Regions from separate parts of the Mus musculus genome. Here region 2 is linked to region 1. A link is a contact called in public HiChIP or PLAC-seq data. All regions are on one chromosome and are shown on one strand. Each heading gives the region's core, a stretch centred on a gene start, on an enhancer-like site or on the middle of the called end of the contact. The rest is flanking DNA. Distances are from core to core; before and after follow the strand shown.

Region 1 (2,886 bases), core at 369-2,868:
TCTGGAAGAAAAAAGAAAAAAAAAAAAACCAAAAAACCACCACCAACAACAACACACTAGAGCAGCATGAAAAATACTGTTGTGATTGACATATGCCTCAGGAAGGTTGGCCAGAGCTGAAATTGTTCCTTGAGCCTCAAATGATACGAAGAGAGGTAAAAAGAAGCTGCTTATATCTTGGGACTTTCTGGTGACCACAGTGCACTTGTCACCTCTGTTAGCTAGAGGAGGTGGCAGGTAGGACTCCTTCTCCTCCTCCCTCTTGTTCATTGCTCCACAGTCTCAGGTTTAATCGCCAGCTGTGGATGCCCCCTACTAATGCTAGTTCTGTCAATGAGTGACCAAATTCCTGCAGTTCAGTCTCCTGCCATTCCTGAGAGAGAGAGAGAGAGAGAGAGAGAGAGAGAGAGAGAGAGAACACAGAACAAAAGCCACTGGAACAGAACTGGGTTTGTCCATTCCAAAGAGGACTTTCATTTTAAATTTTCTCCAACCCATCCCATCTGGACCTTAAGCCAGACTTGGGGGCTTCCTGCTTGTTCCTTCACTGAGGAAAAGCCTCTGCCAATCCTTTAGTGCAGGTTAAAGAGGCCCAGTCTAGTCTGAGTTCAGCTCCCATGAGGCCTCCCAGCCGTCTCCTGGGGCAAGAGCAGGCTTTGCAAGGTGCGGCTACACTGTCAGCTTGGATTTCGGGGTGCGGGTTGGACTGCTGAATGACTTCGCCAGGCTGGGCTTATAGACTGCCCCCCTCCCTCTTTTCTTCCTCAAACTCCCACTCTTCAGCCAACCTGGTGTCTTTCTACCCTGCCTCCAGCTCCAGCTGCAACCCAACAATTCTTTAGTGGAGGTGAATGGACAGAGGCAAAAAGGCCGGCTCCATTCAGCTTTCCTGGGTCCTGTGGTTTGCACCACACTTTTTTGTTTGTTTTTGTTTTTTGAGACAGGGTTTCTCTTGTGTAGCCCTGGCTGTCCTTGAACTCATTCTGAGACCAGTCTGGTCTCGAACTCACAGAGATCCACCTGCCTCTGCCTCCCGAGTGCTGGGAAAAAGACCACCATCATTTGGCTTACAGCACACTTTCAACGGACCTTGCCTTCACGTTCATTTCTGAAGCATGGTGTGCAATTATTAAATCGACAACTCTCTATGGTGGGGCTTGGAACAGCAAAGGGTAGGGGCTGACCTGGGTGCCCTCAGTTGATGTTCTGAAAGGAAATTGAGCATCTGTGGTAGGGCTGCGCTAGGACTCATGGGGAGTCAGGGGACGATTCAGGCATCTTGGGTAGGCGGAGGTAAATAAAGAAGTGCTTCGAGGCCCAGAGTGGAGGGTGGTCTAGGAGGGTCGGAAGGGGAGGGTGAGAGGAGAGTTTGCACGGTGGTGGCCCTGGTGGTGGTGGTGGAAAGCCCAGCTGTACAGATGAACAAAGCGGGCGCTGTGCAAGCGGGGGAGGTGCTGCTGTGGGAAAAGCTGGGTGGGGGCCTTGGGCTCCAGCACCACAAGGGCGTCTTCTCTAGCTGGCCAGGCGGACAGGACGGGATGGGGGCGGGGACTCAGGGAAGCGGGGCGGGACAGTCTCCCTCTCCTCCTACTCAGCTGGCTCCAGGGGAAAAGCAACAGAGTCTTCGCCAGCCTGAGGCCGCCGCGGCCCACTTGGGCAAAGGGGCCGGTGTCCCCCCAACTCCCCACAAGGTAAGCGTGCCCCTCCCACTATGCCTCGGGGTTCCATTCGCCGTCTGGCTGAGTCTACAGAAGGGAAAGTCCCCGGGACCAGACGAGACCAGTCTGGCCCAGCGAACTGGGTAGAAAGGTGCGGAAAAAGGGGGCCATGCCAGGTGAGTGCGTTGGCGGAAGGGGCTTTGTGGGCCGCCCTCGGCGAACTGCTTGCTCTTGCCCTCCTGAGTCGTTGCCAGCGCCACCGCCAGAGGGGGCCCTGGTATTAAGTGGAGGAATTCCCCCCCCCCAAGTCTTGCGGGATCTAGATCCTCCTGTGGGCACCCCGATGGCCAGTATCCCACACTTGCAGTCTCGGGTTGGGTACGCGCGCGGGACCTTGTCTACAGCATCGCACATGGTTCCTCTCCACATCAGCAGGACCACAGGAAGGGGGATCCCCTAGGCGTCTCCGCTCTTGTCCTCGTTCCAGCTGCCTGGATGGACTCAAAAAGATGTGGAGTTCAACTCTGAGGCGTGGGAGGGAGTCAGGGAGGGATCCTGGGGTTTCCATGTCTAGGGTCTCCTGGGCACTTTTCCAGGACCCCCGTTATCTATGAGGGTCCCCGGCGACCTGGGATGACTGAGCCGTTGGCTCCCGCTCCGCCTCCGCGGTCTGGATCCAAAAACAGCGCGGAGTTCCCCAGCCGAGGTCGAGCGCCGTCATCGGACTCCCCCGGGATGGGGAAGCGAGGGTAGGCGGCTGGGTGGGGTCGTGGGGCGCGGGGTTGCCCTGGCGCCGCGGACGCTTCCGCCCAGGCCAGCGCAGCGGGGATTTGGCTCGCGACTGCGCGGCCCGGCGGGGGACCCAGTGAGCCGGGGTGGGGCTGCATTCTGGGCCCGTTAGCTCAGCGGTCCCGGAGGCTCCCGGAGACTGACTCATCGCACTTCGGGCTCACTCCACAGCGGTCACACAAACAGAACTGGCCACTAACACGGGCGTCCGCACAGCTCCCACGCACAGCATCCCACGCCTCACCTCCGCGCACCCGCAAGACACGTCACACCGACAGTCCAGTGTCACCCCACGGGTGCACACGTGAATCCTCACATGGGCCTCGACTTCACACACTTAGTCCGCTTCACACCACGCACTCCACGCGCTGGGAAGGGTCGCCCGGGAAGACTGCTCCACTCACGCAACCTCCCCGCACGCACGCACCTCCCTCCACAT
Region 2 (2,771 bases), core at 43-2,542, 170 kb before region 1:
GAGCCACTGCTATAACACTACTCTGCAACACACATGCAGGCCATTGATTGCCAAAATTGCAGCATCACTGCCACTAAGGATCTCTGTAACAACTGCTTATTTTGTATGTGTGTGGAACACTTGTAGTGATCAGAGGACATGTGAGAGTTGATTCTTTCATAAGATATGGGTTCCAGGGATCAAACTTGGGTCCTCGGGTCAAGGTAAGCACCTTACCTGATAAGCAATCTTTCCAGCCCCCACCAAGGGTCTTAGAAATGGTAAGTTCCCAGGTCCCATCTCAGTTCTCCAAACTCCCAACAACCAGCCTCCTACCTTTCGTTAGCACCGCTTCCTGTGTCCACGAAACCGGCATCCCTTCCTAACCGCCTACCAGCCCAGCCCCCGAAAGGCACATCTGCGTTTATTTGAACACACGCTGACCATGAGCAAATTGACCCTCATAACCTTGACTTTCCCCTCACTTCCCAGACTTATTTACAGTCTCTAGTCTATGCTTATCATTCTTTGGAGCACACCTTCAACTTCCTTGCCTCTCACCATGGAAATTGCCAAAACCACATCCTTGGCTTTCTCTAAGTACTCTGTGCTTCACCCGTGAAGCTAAGTGAAGCTGGAGAAAACAACCCAGAGGACTAGTTTCATTTTATACTCGTACTCAGAACCTTAAGACGGCACTCCACAAGACCTGCCAATCATATTGTAGTTCTTTTCCTTAGGCCATGATTATTTCTATCAACAGATGATCTCGCTTCCCACTTGACTAAGAAAATGTAAGCAGTTGGAGCGCTTCCACTTCAGAGACATCATCCGCACACCTACCCTGTTTGCACCCATATAAATATAGATGCAGGAGTGACTCAGCTGGCACCAGCTCGGGAGCAGTCTCAGCCTGCAGGCCTTCAGGAAGTGAGTCCCCCAGGCCTGCATCTCCCTCTGTGGCAGACTGCCACCAAAGCCTGCTGTTTATCAGCCCAGGACCAAACACAGCAAGTGGTACACTTTGCCTGAACTAGCACCTCCAGGCACACAGAACTCACTTGTACAAACTGTGATGGGGAGAGTCAGCTTGTCTATTCAGGATCCACATTTTATAAAAGCTCTTGCCTCTGGTCCTGGCCTCTTCTACCTGCCACATCTCTGTCTCCCTTTCTTCAGCTCATCGCTTCTTTTGAGCAGTCTCTTCAAAATTTTCCGAACTGTATTCCTTGCCTTTGATGGGTGGCTGTACAGTCCACATCATTGTACTCTATTGCTACATTTACCTTTATTTCCCTCACTACGCTGCAAGTTGCTTAAGGAAAATATGGTATCCAAGTCACCTTTGCCATCCTAGCCTATCCCATGATCTGGCTTATATAGTAGGGTTTCAAAATATGAGAAAAGCAAGCTCTACTTGCTGTGTTTGGTCCTGGGCTGATAAACAGCAGGCTTTGGTGGCAGTCTGCCACAGAGGGAGATGCTGGCCTGGGGGACTCACTTCCTGAAGGCCTGCAGGCTGAGACTGCTCCCGAGCTGGTGCCAGCTGACTCACTCCTGCATCTCAACCTCCTGCGCTCAAACAGATTTGGATCCTGATTCATTGTGTTGCTTGCTGGCTGTTGGAGCAGAGATGCTTGTGCCTGAGGCTAGGAAGGAAGAGACAGGAGGTGGGCAGCTGAAGAGCCTTTACGGGAGACTTACGCAATAGACTCCCGAAAATCCCTGGAATGCTTCAGAAATGTACCATCTGAACTCTCTCCCTCAGACAAGCCTACAGTTCAGGGTACATCCTCTGTGAACGCTGAAAGAACACCATAAACAGCATGCTTTCCCTTACAGGGGTTTCAACATGCAGCTCATAGATGAGTTTTGATAAGGATTATACCCTGGGCTTCTTGCATGAAGCAAAAAAAAAAAAAAAAAAAAAAAAAAGGTTATCTTCAGAAACTCCAATTCCAGTGTAGTCAAATCCAAAAGCAATTAAAATACTGTTGTGTGGTTTGGAATTACAGCTTGCAGTTAAAATAGCTACCATTTCCCCTAAGGACAGCCTGCATTTCTACCCCAATGTCATCTCACTCTGGGTCTCAAGAAGGTAGAGAACTCAACAGAAAAAGTTATTTAAGCCAAGCTTGATAGCACGCACTTATAATGCCAGGACTCCAGAAGCAGAGACAGGATTGCTCCAGCCAATCAACACAGGGCCTTCTAGGCCAGCAGGGCTGCATAGTAAGATCCTGCCTCAAGCAAAAATAAACAAGTGCTCTAAAACATCAATTAGAACACCATGGAAGAGTGGCCAACAAGTCTAGGGACACTCAGAGTCGTGGAGAGCAAATGAAGGCACCAATGACTGAGCAGACAGGAGAGTGGGGCTTCCTCACTGCCTTACCATGAACCTCATTACAGCTTTGTCCTCTTAGTGTACATTGGTTTGTTATATAATACCCAAGTCACTACCACAGCCTACAACCACAAACTGATTCTCTCTCTCTCTCTCTCTCTCTCTCTCTCTCTCTCTCTCTCTCTCTCTCTCTCTCACTTTGTTTTTTGAGACAGGCTCTTACTATGTAACTCTGGTAACTCACTAAGTAGATCAGGCTGCCTCCTGCCTCTGCCATGTGTACCACCACATCTGGCAGCAAACTGATTTCCAGTTCTTGGATCCAAACTTCACCCCCACAGCCCCGGAGGTAAATGCCAAAGCCACAAGGCCCTGGCTTTGGAGCCCTTAAGCTTGTTTGCCCAACCATAACCATCCAGCCCAACTGCCCCACAGCCACCCTTCC

The links. HiChIP or PLAC-seq counts read pairs in DNA pulled down with a chosen protein or histone mark.
Region 2: a contact with region 1 is called in an H3K4me3 HiChIP or PLAC-seq map of bone marrow-derived macrophages, with 2.6 times the contacts expected there. The contact joins the enhancer-like site here to the promoter of Phldb1 in region 1. A contact is called at or near these places in 4 of 39 promoter capture datasets (the C10 cell line, frontonasal cranial neural crest, liver and 1 more), 1 of 484 Hi-C or Micro-C datasets (olfactory sensory neurons), 4 of 115 datasets of contacts at active chromatin or transcription factors (bone marrow-derived macrophages, embryonic stem cells and pancreatic cancer cells) and 4 of 9 other capture datasets (adipose tissue, embryonic stem cells, liver and 1 more).

What each region holds. Positions count from the first base shown.
Region 1 is chr9:44,733,930-44,736,815 of GRCm38.p6, reverse strand. It overlaps Phldb1 (pleckstrin homology like domain, family B, member 1), which reads left to right and starts at 1,618. Exons shown (of 22, transcript NM_153537.4): 1 at 1,618-1,691. Gm24166 (a small nucleolar RNA gene) reads left to right here; the gene lies at 1-3.
Region 2 is chr9:44,903,947-44,906,717 of GRCm38.p6, reverse strand. No RefSeq gene overlaps it. Among named protein-coding and RNA genes, the nearest start is that of Gm30883, 12 kb to the right of the region's middle. Within about 2 kb of position 1,292, at least 145 of the 459 cell types and tissues checked have an H3K27ac peak or open chromatin away from gene starts, as enhancers often do. A contact at or near this core is called in adipose tissue, bone marrow-derived macrophages, pancreatic cancer cells and 1 more, where this site is marked.